Regions from separate parts of the Mus musculus genome. Here regions 1, 2 and 3 are each linked to region 4. A link is a contact called in public HiCAR-type, HiChIP or PLAC-seq and Micro-C data. All regions are on one chromosome and are shown on one strand. Each heading gives the region's core, a stretch centred on a gene start, on an enhancer-like site or on the middle of the called end of the contact. The rest is flanking DNA. Distances are from core to core; before and after follow the strand shown. Region 1 overlaps Ndufv3 (NADH:ubiquinone oxidoreductase core subunit V3). Region 2 has its middle 33 kb from the start of Wdr4. Region 3 holds the start of Tff2 (trefoil factor 2 (spasmolytic protein 1)). Region 4 overlaps Slc37a1 (solute carrier family 37 (glycerol-3-phosphate transporter), member 1).

What was found. A called contact is a pair of places that touch in the nucleus more often than the background predicts. HiCAR-type assays count read pairs that join an accessible place to other places. HiChIP or PLAC-seq counts read pairs in DNA pulled down with a chosen protein or histone mark.
Region 1: a contact with region 4 is called in a HiCAR-type map of embryonic stem cells, with 4 times the contacts expected there. The contact joins two enhancer-like sites. A contact is called at or near these places in 1 of 39 promoter capture datasets (neural stem cells), 11 of 115 datasets of contacts at active chromatin or transcription factors (the SCID.adh cell line, effector CD8 T cells, embryonic basal ganglia and 4 more) and 4 of 9 other capture datasets (adipose tissue, embryonic stem cells, liver and 1 more).
Region 2: an H3K27ac HiChIP or PLAC-seq map of embryonic stem cells shows a contact between it and region 4, with 8 read pairs. The contact joins two enhancer-like sites. A contact is called at or near these places in 3 of 15 datasets of contacts at CTCF or cohesin (all in embryonic stem cells), 64 of 484 Hi-C or Micro-C datasets (B cells, the BV-2 cell line, CD4 T cells and 31 more), 12 of 115 datasets of contacts at active chromatin or transcription factors (the HPC-7 cell line, embryonic forebrain, embryonic hindbrain and 4 more) and 4 of 9 other capture datasets (adipose tissue, embryonic stem cells, liver and 1 more).
Region 3: a contact with region 4 is called in a Micro-C map of embryonic stem cells, with 1.8 times the contacts expected there. The contact joins the promoter of Tff2 here to the enhancer-like site in region 4. A contact is called at or near these places in 8 of 39 promoter capture datasets (the HPC-7 cell line, HPC-7-derived erythroid cells, embryonic stem cells and 5 more), 1 of 15 datasets of contacts at CTCF or cohesin (large pre-B cells), 13 of 484 Hi-C or Micro-C datasets (B cells, the Ba/F3 cell line, the P5424 cell line and 6 more), 6 of 115 datasets of contacts at active chromatin or transcription factors (T-cell acute lymphoblastic leukemia, differentiating embryonic stem cells, embryonic stem cells and 1 more) and 3 of 9 other capture datasets (adipose tissue, liver and pancreatic islet).

Annotation. Positions count from the first base shown.
Region 1 is chr17:31,530,526-31,533,764 of GRCm38.p6, reverse strand. It overlaps Ndufv3 (NADH:ubiquinone oxidoreductase core subunit V3), which reads right to left. Exons shown (of 4, transcript NM_030087.2): 4 at 2,439-2,655. The coding sequence ends at 2,513. Among named protein-coding and RNA genes, the nearest start is that of Ndufv3, 12 kb to the right of the region's middle. Within about 2 kb of position 1,789, at least 16 of the 459 cell types and tissues checked have an H3K27ac peak or open chromatin away from gene starts, as enhancers often do. A contact at or near this core is called in embryonic stem cells, where this site is marked.
Region 2 is chr17:31,477,346-31,480,634 of GRCm38.p6, reverse strand. No RefSeq gene overlaps it. Among named protein-coding and RNA genes, the nearest start is that of Wdr4, 33 kb to the left of the region's middle. Within about 2 kb of position 1,309, at least 19 of the 459 cell types and tissues checked have an H3K27ac peak or open chromatin away from gene starts, as enhancers often do. A contact at or near this core is called in embryonic stem cells and extraembryonic ectoderm, where this site is marked.
Region 3 is chr17:31,142,437-31,145,721 of GRCm38.p6, reverse strand. Tff2 (trefoil factor 2 (spasmolytic protein 1)) reads left to right here and starts at 1,440. Exons shown (of 4, transcript NM_009363.3): 1 at 1,440-1,552; 2 at 2,459-2,608. The coding sequence starts at 1,474.
Region 4 is chr17:31,324,264-31,327,647 of GRCm38.p6, reverse strand. It overlaps Slc37a1 (solute carrier family 37 (glycerol-3-phosphate transporter), member 1), which reads right to left. Exons shown (of 20, transcript NM_001242427.1): 9 at 1,945-1,982. Among named protein-coding and RNA genes, the nearest start is that of Slc37a1, 30 kb to the right of the region's middle. Within about 2 kb of position 1,632, at least 75 of the 459 cell types and tissues checked have an H3K27ac peak or open chromatin away from gene starts, as enhancers often do. A contact at or near this core is called in the HPC-7 cell line, the P5424 cell line, T-cell acute lymphoblastic leukemia and 5 more, where this site is marked.

The sequences.
Region 1 (3,239 bases), core at 540-3,039, 210 kb before region 4:
GGGCTCTCCCATGTCAGCATGAGCATGAGGTTGGAGAGACCATGGCCTGGACTGGCTTTCAAGATGGTGGTTGAACTATGGCTGTCTTGGGCTTCAACTTCACCACCCACTTCTTGAGCATGGCAGTATCCTGATCATTGCTGGTGCCGGCTTCATCCTTCTTCCATATCCCATTCGGCACCAAGACTAGCAGGAGCTTTAAGTGTCTTTTACTGTGTAAGTCTTCACCCAGAGGGGGGACAGAATCTCAAACCTTCACATGCTCACATGCCCTTTTTTTTTTTTTTTCCGAGACAGGGTCTCTCTGTATAGCCCTGGCTGTCCTGGAACTCACTTTGTAGACCAGGCTGGCCTCGAACTCAGAAATCCGCCTGCCTCTGCCTCCCGTGTGCCACCACCGCCTGGCTTCGTTCACATGCCCTTTCTAGACCCTTTCCACCTCTGCCACACTGCTGCCTACCACCATAGTTGGGGGAAGGGGAGTGAGAATATCAATCAAATTATAGAGTGTTTTTTTTTTTCCACTTTCAACAAAATACAGGAGTGAGTTAAGTTCTCCCAGAGGCCAGAGGTTTGGACTAGCCTCAAATTGTGTCCACAGCTTCTGACAGTCCAAATGCTAGCTAGCTCAGCACCTGGGCACATGCTAAGGCCTTGAGGACCCCTTTCTAGGATTCCCATTATCAATCTCGTGGTGGTCTGTCTTTGCCTCTTTCCCACAGACTGCTTCTTTAATCTGCCCTCTACCATCCTGCGGGTCCCTGCAAGGGTTCCCCATAGACTGTCCCCCTACCCTGCATCCGTCCCACCTCCCTACGTACCCATGAACTCCAGGAAGGTGCAGTGTCCTTATTTGGATGATGCAAGGCCACAGTACTAACAGCCAATTAGGCATTTAAACTAAGGCTCCTGCCACGTCTCTGAGGCGACAATCACTTTCCCTAGCTATTGGGAACCCTTACTCTCCACCCACACACAGCAACATTCTTTTTTTTTTGTTTTTAAAGATTTATTTATTTATTATATGTAAGTACACTGTAGCTGTCTTCAGACACACCAGAAGAGGGAGTCAGATCTTGTTACGGATGGTTGTGAGCCACCATGTGGTTGCTGGAATTTGAACTCTGGACCTTCGGAAGAGCAGTCGGGTGCTCTTACCCACTGAGCCATCTCACCAGCCCAGGAACATTCTTGAGTAAAAGATTTTCCAAATGTACTGACTGATAGTCACCTGACCCTCTGCAAAGTCCCAGGTAGAGTTCAAATGTGTGTCATGTTTGCTAGCCAATAGATTTAAAGGTCAATATGCTTACCCAATAAGCTTGAACTGTAACCTTGCTGATGTAACCTGTGCCCCTAAAAAGTATAAAAACTGTTTGTAATAGCCATTCAGGGTCACCTTCTTGTCACTCGCCTTGAGGGACTGATTGAGGTTGACCCCATGCGCCGGAAAATAAACCTCTTGCTTTTGCATAGATCTGCGTCTTGGTGTCTCATTTGGGGGCATCTCGAAGTGAAGTACCACCGACCGAGGGTGGGGGTCTTACGAGTGTACCTCCTATCCCCAGTTTCTCTCCACACACATTTTTTTTTAAACAAAAACGTGTTTAAACGTCTCAATCATTCGATTTTACCAATTAAGACTCAGGAGCCAGACGCTTAGGTAGCTAGCTCAGAGAGGCAGAGAAAGCACCCAGCTGACCATCTTCCTCTGTCCCAGAAGGCATGTCCCTTTCCCACACCAACTCAAAAAGCCTTTCAAACTGAACGACTTCCTGTGAGTTTCTCTATCTGTCCTCCTGACTTCCTTAGTCTCTATGGTACTTTTCTTACTAATCCTATGCTCACTTCCTGTCAGCTGCTTGTTTGCTCCGCCTCTTGGCCTATGGTTGACTTTATTTATTCCTGCTCCCAGTATTCAAGCAGAAAGCTCTTGGATTAAAGGTGTGTGTTAAGGCTGAGCCACAGCACAACTAAAAGCAGGTTTTCCCAGTAAATCTCAGGGTCCACAGTGTGATCAAATATCCTGCAATTTTTGTGTCATGTTTAAATCAGTGTAACGCCTTCCCCGGCTCACTGGGGCTGTGGCTCAGACCTGGCAGAAACTGCTGCCGACCAGTATGAGGCTGAGTGAGCCCGACTTTGCTTTGTTTCTCTTTTTACGGATCCCTCTGGCTGGCTGTAGACTGGCAAGTTAAGAGGGGTGTGGTACACAGCCGTCCCTAAGTGTGCTCTGAAATAGAACGTTCCCTCTGGCCTTGTTAGGGATGATGAGGTTAAACATCTCCCGGAGCTACGGACTCTAACCTGGAAGAATCTGTGACCACTTCACTGTGGCCACTGGGGGATGCCACAGAACCACGTAGACTATACGAGTAATCAGGGTGTCGCTAAGTCATTCTCTGGGAGGTGCGAGGGGAAATAACCACATAGTGAGCTTTGTGACTCTGCCTTTTATTCTCACAGGCAAGGATTCATGGGAACCAACATCGGGGTCTACCCTGAGCTGAGCTCAGTGCCGAGGTGACTCTCGTCCTGAAGACGGCTGTGGCAGCCTGAATTTGGAGAGGTCCAGGTTCAGGTCCAGGAAGGTGTATGTGTTGTAGTCATGGTGCTGCAGGTTCTTGTAGGTGGTGGTGTCAGTCGGCTCGGGCTCTGTGGAGAAAGGTGACAAGACAGCTGTCAGACACACAAATCTGTCTGGGGCGCTTAGGAAGCAGAAGTCTCCACACTACCAGTTTATAGTGTGTGAGCTTTCTAACTAGCAGACAGGAGACCTTGAGAGCCCTGCATCTTCAAGGGCAATGTAAAAGAGTCACCTGAAGTGCATGCCGAACCTTATGGCTGAGCAGAATCACAAAGCACACGGAGGCAGTGCCATTGTAAAAACGCTAACCTTTCCCGAGATTGTGGCACAGGCCTGCCAGGAGACTCTCTGCTTTTTGTTGTTGTTGTTAATAAGATGGCAGAGTCTAACCTCTCAGATAGGGGACAGGACAAGGCTGCTTCGTTTCTTATACAGGATCGGAGCACCTTGCCCGTCCTTTTTGTATTTTTAAGCCCTGGGTTCACACTGTGCATTTGGAAGGATCTGGAATTACAGATGGACACAGGAGAGAAATCACATTCTTTTGGATGTCTGTCTGTGATAGAAATAAGCATGTGCAGATATGAGAAAAACCTGAGTGTTACAATATTGGTGAAAATGGGCACACAAACCCAGAAAGAGCTGTAGCTTT
Region 2 (3,289 bases), core at 60-2,559, 150 kb before region 4:
GCTTGATTTTTTTTTTAATGTGAGTACACTCTCACTGTCTTCAGACACACCAGAAGAGGGCATCAGGTCCCCATTACAGATGGTTGTGAGCCACCATGTAGTTACTGGGATTTGAACTCAGGACCTCTGGACGAGCAATCAGTGCTCTTAACCACTGAGCCATCTCTCCAGCCCTGTTTTTGTTTTGAGACAGGGTTTCTCTGTGTGTCCCTGGCTGACCTGGGACTCTCTTTAGGTGGGCCTCAAACTCAGAGATCCACCTGCCTCGGCCTCCCAAGTGCTGAGATTAAAGGAGTGTGCTTCCTGGTTTCCTGGGAAGTGGTTTTTGCAGGGCACCTGCCTACATGAGCAATTTGGATCACCCACAATCAGGATGTAACACTGTGATAGGGGCCCTATATCCTGTGGGTCCAGGAGAAACTGTGTGGAGTAGTTGGTATCTATGCTGACATCTGAGGGGTGGGGGTGGGGGAGACCTGGAGTTCCTGGCTGACTCTGAGATGTGAGGCAGGTCACAGGGCAGTTCCAACGACCGAGGCAGGAAGGAGCCCAGGTAGGACTCTCACCCATTAACCTGGCCAATTCCACATATCTTAGGCATGGCAATGAGACTTAGCATGAACCAGGAGATCCTAGGATGCAGCCCAAACTTCCCACACACGGAGCTCATGGGTGCACCCAGTGCTAGGGGGAGCAGCACAGACAAGGAGAAGACCCATCAGTGACGTTGGTAGTGTGAGGTCTTCAGAAGGGCTGGGACTTACAGCTGGGGAGTAAAAATCCCGGCCTCAGCCCAGGAACAAGGTTGGGTCACCTTAGAGTACACTGAAGGACAATAAGACCAGGAAGGGGAGGGGGGCCCAGGAGGAGGGGTGAGGCTGGATCAAAAGCTTTCAGACAGATGGTTAGGGAAGGCCTTACATCAGGTATTGGAGGAGAGTGGAGACAGAGCGTCCTTCCCCCATCTAGGATGAACTTTATCCAGGCAAGGAGATGGTGTGAGGAGATGCAGGCTAGGCCGGATGATGGGAGTGTCCTGCGTTATCCACAAAGCACTGAGTTCCATTCCCCGGGGGGGCAGGGCATGAGGGAGAGGGACTGAGAGATGGGGAAGAGAAGGAGGGAAGGGGAGCCGGAGGCAGAAGCAGCCCAGGGGAGCAGTCACTTGAAGCCACCCAGAAATGTTTTTTTATCTGGAGCTTCACAGATGCAACTGACCTTTGACCCAGAGTCTGGAACTCTGGGAGTGAACTTTCTAGGGGAGAGGAGGCTGCTGCAGCTGCACAAAGACAGCAGAGGTCGGAAGCAGCAATTTTGTGTCACCTTTGGACAGGTGCTCATTGCCCCTATACACCGTGCAGGGATAGAGCACAGCAGACAGGCTTCCTCCCAGTTCCCAGGCAGGAAGCCAGGTGTCTGGGTGGTCTGCTGCAGCAGGCTCTTGAGGGCCAGAAACGCATCTGTCTTCCCCCGGGGTGAAGAACACGCAGGATTCTGTGTCTCTTTCGTCAGGTGCTACACTCAGTCATTGGACTCCATACCCATGACCTCTTAGTGCCATGCTGGGGCACCAGAACATCCCAGACTGTCGGTTATGAAAATATAACAATAACCACGAGGTTCTGAGTTCAGAAAATAAAGAGCCCCTGTGATCGATAAAGATGGTCCCACGAGGAAAATGAACAAAGGTTTGGTTTCACTGAAGAGGAAAGCTATATGGGCAGTGAACAAACAAAAACTTAGAAAAGGTACAGACCCCATCGCCATCTGCAGTATGCAAATTAAGGGGTGGAGCATCCTCCTTCATAAGGCATGCTGGGAAGCCAGAGGTATGACTAAAGACTATGGGGAAGGGTGGCCCGAGTCCTGCCCAACAAGCTAGAGACTAATTTATCTGAGAAGTGAGCAGGGACGGCTCAGAGAGCTCTGTGGTGGCATAATTAGAGTCTGGTGATGGCGGAAGACTAGCACCGTAAGTTTGTTAGCTGAATGGTTTAAGAGTTGCTTGTGGGGGCTGGAGAGATGGCTCCAGTGGTTAAGAGCACTGACTGCTCTTCCAGAGGTCCTGAGTTCAATTTCCAGCAACCACATGGTGGCTCACAACCATCTGTAATGGGATCTGATGCCCTCTTCTGGTGTGTCTGAAGACAGCTACAGTGTATTCATATATATAAAATAAATAAATGATTCTTTAAAAAAAAAAGAGTTGCTTGTGCAGAGAGGTTACGTTACTGAAGCGATATGGGCAGGTTGGAAGGCATTCGAAGGCTTCCTGAGTGACCCCAGTTAAGTCTCCAGTCTCTGGTCCTCCTGGTGTGGATGGGGCAGTATATATGTTCACAGCTCTTGTTAACCTCAGGCTGGGTGTGACTCTGGGGTCTTGGGAGACTCCCAAGTCCTAATGTCTAAGGACAGAAGCAGGTCCACCAGTCTTCTGCATTCTCCCTACCAGAGCAGAGTCCTAGTCAGTCTACTTTGCTAGCTGGCCACTTACTTAGACTGGTCCCCTTTCCTCCCCTCCCCCATTCATTCCCAGAGGGCTCAGGAATCTCCTACTGCAGTCAGTCAGGATCCCAGGCCTGGGGGCAGGGTCGGGTGGGGGAAGTCCTTGGTGGTAAGGTGGGAAGAGCAGATGGGACTGGAGGGTCTTTTTCTGGTCAGCGTAGCAGGTGACTGTCCTGTCCTGCAGGGTGACAGAGGGCTTCTGAAGTTCCTCTGGATTAAGGTGACAGACAAAAGCAAAACCAAGAAGAGATGAGGGCTGAACCGAGTAGGTCAAAGGAGATGGGAGCAGTCGCTGTGGTAAGAGGCTGAGAGGCTGAGGTGGAGGGCTTGAAATCCAAAGGCCAGCCAAAGGCTAGCCTGGGTTACATGGAAAGTTTGAGGTTAGCCTCAGCAACATGGTGAGGAAAATACACACACACACACACACACACACACACGAGTGTGCATACCCCACAAAGACAGAAAGAGAGAGGGGGAGACAAAGAGACAGAGACAGAGAGACAGACAGAGAGGGACAGAGGCAGAGAGACAGAGAGGGTCACTACCCCCAATGAATTATTCAAAAACGAGAAGTAACATTCTAGAACTCACCCAGAGGGATAGGTGCTTCAAAGAAAGCCAATCCAGTATATAAGGGTCCCAACAGTGGACCAACTTCTCATGGGGTGACCCCTCTGATGGGTCCTCTGGTCCCTCAGGGGAGTAGTGCTGGCCCTGTGTCTCAGGAGATGGCCAGCAGCTTCTCCATGCTTCTTGTAAATTGAGATTTTAGAGTCCAGGTACA
Region 3 (3,285 bases), core at 191-2,690, 180 kb after region 4:
TGATGGGGCAGGGGAACTTGGGTTGGGATGTGGGCCAGAGAGGAGGGAGGAATGAGGATGTTCAAGAAAATGGGTTCTTGGCAAGTCTTATCATCTTGATGGCTGTCCTAGTTGACTGCCCCTTGCTATGATAACCAAAAGGAACCTGGATAGAAAAGCAATTATTTATCCAATACATCCCTATCAGTCAGTCATTGAGGGAAGTCAGACAGGACCACCAAGCAGGAACCTGGAGGCAGGAACCAGGAGGCAGGAACTGAAGCAGAGACCATGGAGAAATGCTGCTTACTGGCTTCCCCCCACCCACCCCCCATGGCTTACTCAGTCTGCTTTCCATCTCTTGCCAGATGACCCTGGCTTGTGTCAAGTTGACACCAAAACAGCACAGCAACAACAACAACAAAGATACGTAATAAACACAGAGATAAAGAACCGCTGGGATGTGCCACAGAGAAATAGAGCCCTGCTGGGTTTGCAAGGATCCAGGTGAGGTTTTGAGGATTTAGGTCTGCTCTTTAGAGCCTGGGATGGGGCCAAGGCTTTTAAATTCTGTATCCGAGTCATGGACTCTGTAGCCTATCTCCCACAGCTGGGCAGACTCCTTCAGCCCCAAAGGACACACACACACACACACACACACAGTCCCTCTCCTTCTCTCCTCTGACATTTCTGTTCTGAGTTGTCCTGATCCCCTGGGTTCTGTCCTCGGTGTCCATTTTACAAATCCCCTCTCCGGGGCATTTCATGGGTGGGCATCTCAGTCCTAGGCACTGTGTGAGGGAAGTGAAGTATCCCCACGGGGCAAAGAGTGTCCAGCTTCAGGGATGAAGAAAGCTGCCTGCCCCATGACGGCTCCCTTAGGCCCTGGCGGCTGGTCTCTGTGTACAACAGTCCTTGGGGCTGGCAGGGAGCCAGGTGAAGTAGGGTGTGCCTTGCATCAGGAATGCAGACTGGGTCCCCTGGAGATGCTCCCCCTCCCCTGGGAGGCTCCTGGATATAATGACCTTCTCTCTCTGTGCTCTTTGTTTCTCCATAGCGTCATTCACTTCAAATATTTAAAAAACAAAACAAAACAAACAAACAAGAAACAAAAAAAGAAAACAAACAAAAAACAAAACCTAAGAAGTCTCTACAGTAGGCACAAACCTTACCCAGAGTAACACCACGAGGCTAATCCCTTCCTGGGTGTGACCCTGTGGGTGCCCTATTCCAGTTGCATACGTGGCCCATTCCCCTTTCAGTAACCTGGCACGACCCAGCCTGACCCAGCCCATGTCCGGAGGGGTTTTTCCCACCTCCTCTGGGCCTCCACTTGGAGCCATGTCAGCTTTTCTGCACAAAGAACCTAGGAGGCTTGGGGCCACGAGTAAGGGACAGTTATCAGGGCCATTGAGCAAACAAACAGGAGCCAATAAAATGCCAGCTGGTGGGAACTGGGCATTCTGCAGGCTGCCCAGGTCCAGTGGAGCAGACATGCGACCTCGAGGTGCCCCCCTGCTGGCAGTGGTCCTGGTTTTGGGACTGCATGCTCTGGTAGAGGGCGAGAAACCTTGTAAGTAAAAGTCCGTGGAGACCCAGCAGGTGAAAGGTAGGATCTGAGCCCCCTTGAGTGATGGGCTGTAGTTCATCTAGGACCTGGACTAGGTGGGTTTTTTCTCTATGTTCCCTCAAAGGACAAAGGCAGGGTGACAGATTGCAAGGAGCTAGACAGCACCCTGCTGTCTGGGTGCTGCTGTGGGAAGCTCACCCAGAATCTCTTATTCAGAAGGGCTATGTCTACAGGTGTCAGCCTGGTTAGGAGGACAGGAGGGCCTGCTGTCTTGGGCCTATCTTGTGACCTTGACTTCTGCATAGGTTCATAGAGTCACCCTCTTTACAGAAGGTTTGTGTCGCCTTCTTCCTTCCCTTCCCTTCTCTCTCTTTACCTCTTCCTTCCTTCCTTCCTTCCTTCCTTTCTTTCTTTCTTTCTTTCTTTCTTTCTTTCTTTCTTTCTTTCTTTCTTTCTTTTCTTCCTTCCTTCCTTTCTTTCTTCCTCTCTTCTTTCTTTCTTTCTTTCTTTCTTTCTTTCTTCCTCTCTTTCTTTCTTTCTTTCTTTCTTTCTTTCTTTCTTTCTTTCTTCCTCTCTTTCTTTCTTTCTTTCTTTCTTTCTTTCTTTCTTTCTTTCCTTCTTTCCTTCCTTCCTTCTTTCTTTGTTTCTTTCTTCCTTCCTTCCTTCCTTCCTTCCTTCCCTCTTTCTTTGTTTCTTTCTTTCTTTCTTTCACAAATGAAATGGTTTCAATAAAAGCCTCCCCTGGTTTCCCCAGGAGGAAGCCAGATAGCTTTAACATGGGCAAAATAAGACCTCATGTCACCCCTTGGGCAATGAGATTCTGCAAGTGTCCTAAGCTCCCAGGGCAGGTTGGAAGAAGCATCTAGCATGCTGGGCAGGGATGACCATGATGGCTCGCTCTATCCACAGCCCCCTGTCGGTGCTCCAGGCTGACACCCCACAACAGAAAGAACTGTGGCTTCCCGGGCATCACCAGTGAGCAGTGCTTTGATCTTGGATGCTGCTTTGACTCTAGCGTCGCTGGGGTCCCTTGGTGTTTCCACCCACTTCCAAACCAAGGTAAACTTTGGAGAGCCAGGTCCTTCTGCCAGCTGTCGGCTTAGGACCTGGCCCTGGGCAAGGTCTACAGCAGGTGCTTGGAAGCCTAGCTGAGCTAGAGCTAGCCCAGGTTAACACGAAGGAAGCCTTAAATGCCTCTTCTATACCCTTACCCCCTCCCCGATCCCCATCCCATACCCTAAATCTACCATTGGCCTGTACATAAAAATGTAACTTCCAAAGCAGCTTGGGAAGGGGGCGTGGAGGCATCAGATATGATGGGTTTCAAGCCAGGGCAAACTGTGAATACAGTACGCACAAGAATGCCAGCTGTGTGTGAGTTCACCGCAGGCATGGGCTTTGCCACTGGGGCACTCGTGGTAGGGAATATCCTCCCAAATGACCAGCATGCTCTGAAGAAAAACCAGGTAGGTTAGTGGCTGCGTCCAGGGTCCCTTTCGATATCAATGTCTTCAAGCTTCTGGGCGTGGTACAGTGGGCTGCTCTTATTTCACAGAGCTCAATGCTGAGTCCAGAGAAGGTAACGTGGTTTTCCCGAGGCCCCAGTTCTGCAAAAGTTCTGTGATCACCTCCCAACATTAGTGCCCTCCTGTGGGGAGGACAACCAGTCCTTGGGCATTACTCTCCTGAGAGACGCCACCCCCAAGGAGCTCCTTGGGACACTCAGAGCCTGCAAA
Region 4 (3,384 bases), core at 383-2,882:
TGATGAACAACCAGAAATATGCTGCTGTTTCATGACTTTCTGTTCAGTGGTCTGAGTCAGAGCCTTGTATCCAGCACTGACCGCAACCCCAGAATGCTCCTCACCTTTAGGGACAGCACTGTCACTGTGTGCTGTCCCCCCAGCCCCCTCTCCCCTCACTGATCTGCTTGTTCTCAGGATTTTTTCCCACTTCTGGATGCTTCCCACAGGGACTGGGCTATAGCTCAGCAGTCAAGCATTCATACAAATGGAACTGTATTTATGCTGTGGCTTTCTCTGAATCGCTTCTTTAGTTCAGCCAAATGGCTTCAACAGAGCTTAATTTCTCCTACTGCCTAATAATATTTCACCACAGAATGTATCACACTGAATGCATCTGTTTATCAACTGGCAGTTGTCTATTTTGCTCCATTTTTGGGATGCTATAACCCTATGGGTAACCTGTGTGCCCAAGTCTTTCGTGATTGTGATTCTCTTGGTGTGTTTCTGGGAGTGGGGCTGTGGGGTCAGATGTAACTGTTCATTCCACGAGGCTGCATCCCTTTCCATACGCCCTAGGGAGGCGGGAGTTCTGATCCCTCCACATTCACACTAACCCTCATGACAGCCACCCTGTGGATTTGACCAAGTCGCCTGATGCCTGCTCACACCGAGTGGTGAGACACACGTACTTCTTGCCCACAGCCCACCCGTGTGTCTTCTTAGAAGAAATATCTGCTGTGGTCCTCTGACCCTGCTTGTCCTTGGCTGTCTAAGTAATGAGTTAGTATTCTAGATGCAGGTCTCTGCCCAGACACAATTTGTAAATATTTCTCGCCCCACCCCTCCCCCATTCAGATGGTCCCATTTGAAACACTAAAGCCTTGAATTCTGATGAGGCCTAATAGACATGGTTTTTCTCTTCAGCTCAGCTACGCCAGGGCTGGGTACCCCCATGACTTCCTGTGTTGAAGCTGAACCCCACTGTGAAACATTAAGAGGGTGGAGATAGCAACAGTTCTGTTTATGATTCCGGCTCAGCATGCCATCGAGCCCTCAGGGCAGCTGAGCTCTGTGAGACCCTGGTGACTCACTCAGAGACTTGAAAAGGAGAAAATTAATAAAGATATGCTTAGACCTTTTGGCCAAGATCACGTATAGCATCGGGCAGACTCAGCCCTACCTCACATACGTGCCAGCAGGAGAGGCAGGAGCTTGTGCCTAGCCTGGTCCCCTGTATGTCTGGAGCTAGCAATGAGGAAGAAGCCACTTCTAGAATTCGCTGCTGCAGGATGTGGCCACAGAGGTTTTCTTGTCTGCAAGTGAGTATCCTGGTTCTATTGTGTTTAGAGCTACCCCACCCCACCCCCCAAACCCCAGTGACTCACGGAGGCCTCAGATCACAATGAAATCACCACCAGCTCTGTGAACTTGGACTCTGAAATCATCATGGCTTTGAGAACACTTTCAAATACCACCATGGCTACATTTCTAGAATATAGTAGCCTTCTTTGCTTATTTTTGTTTTTCGTTAATAAAGTGTCAGAATGTTCTCCACCCCCCACCCCCCCCACACACACATACATACACCCAGGACCCCTGGGCTGTTAAGCCTCAACAGGAAGAGGCTCTGGTGCCCCCTGCTGTACAATTTGGGCACTGTCCCTAGAGCAAGGGTCTCCTTGATATGCCTAACGCTTGCTTGACAGGGCAGAGGGAAAACAGGTAGAGGGGGTTTTATGGGAGCCACTGAGGGATGTCAGGCCAGGCTGTGGTGACATGTTTCAGGTAGCCTCTGTAGGGAGAGCGGAGGACTTAGAAGCAGGAAGGGCTCAGTGGGTTGCAATGGCTGAGATAGACTCTTGTCATGCGTGAGGCTGTGGCCAGCCTTTCCTTGCTGGCAGTGTGGGCTGTAAAGAGGAGCAGGCTGTACTGGGAGGTAACAGGAAACACAGGAGCTCTTACCGTGGGGAGGGTGGAGGAGCACTTGACGTCCTTAGGGTCTGAAAGAGCAAACAGGAGATGGGTAACTAAATACCGCCACCCACAGCCAATGAACTGGAGCCCTCAGCAGCGCTTAGGGTGCTGCTGGCAATGGACCCGATCTTCGCCCGGTGTTCCTGCTAAATAAGTTTTAGGGCCTCTTCCCACAGTGGTAACAGAAGAGGGAACTACAAGAGCATCCGGGTATGTTTCATTACTGTCGTTTTTTATTGGCTGTATGTCCTTGAATGCATGAAACAAGGTCCACTGGAAGAGGATAGGACTCTTATCTGGTGCTCCACTAAACTAAACAGAGCTTAAGGAAGGAAGACAGCCCAGGCCAAGGGGCCATCGAGGGAGGGGACGGCATAGCCCACCTCCCCTCCCATTCTTCCACAGAGTGGGGATGGGCGTGTGGCAGCCCGAGGGTATGAATAGGAGTTTGATAGTGGGATAAGTCAGCTTGAGCCCAGGACACGGTGGACCCTTGGACCGGTTAGACAGACACAGAAACACGAGAAAGGCACCCAAGCACTCTCAGAACAGAATCTGTAACTTTGTAAGGGACAATGAATTTCTAAGAAACGAAAGCGAGCGGAGATCAGACGCCTTCCGGGAGGAAAATGGAGCACTGGCATCGCTGCAACAAAGTGATGTCATGAAAAGGCCTTCCCTGTCCCTTCTGTCACCTGATGCTTATCTTTTCGTTGACCTTCTGGGCCTTGGGTGGTCACTCAGCTCCCCTAACAAACAGCAGCTTGTCCCTGAACCCTGGGAACTTGGGTGTATGTGGGAGAAGAGCCCTGGGGCCTGGCATGGTATCAGGGAGGCAGGCAGCCTTCCACATGGGGCAGTCTCTGCCTGCCACCCAGGAAAAGGCCCCAGGTATGACAGATGAAGAACAGGAGGGAAGAACATCTTAACCCCGGGGGAGGGGAGAGAGCAGGGCCAAGCTCAGATCGGCATGTGAGAGATGGGTGACCTGAGCATGGGAGGGACAGTACAGAGCTTTGGGGACACTGTCCTGCACAGCAAGGCCCAGCTGAGCGAGCACCAGGCCCTGGAGAGAGTCTTGCAGAGCTCAGGGAGGAAGATGAAGGGACTACTAGGGCACCATGACCAGGTCTGTGGCCTGGGTCACGTAGGGGGGACAAGCCACATACTTCAGTGAAGAGCCCAAGAGAGGCAGAAGCAGGAACAGGGGTGGGAAGTGGCTGCTGAGGCAAAGCAGCTGGTGCGAATGGGGTTCGGGGGCGTCCCCCACACTAGGAGAGCAGCGTGTGGAACAGAGGAGGAAGAGGACACGGAAGTGAACGGAACAGAGAGCTTTAAATAGATGGTCTTCCTCCATGCTTGGCAGCGGTCACCAAAGGCTTATAGATCTAATAAGAAAACCCAGGAATTGGGAAGGAGGCATAAGCA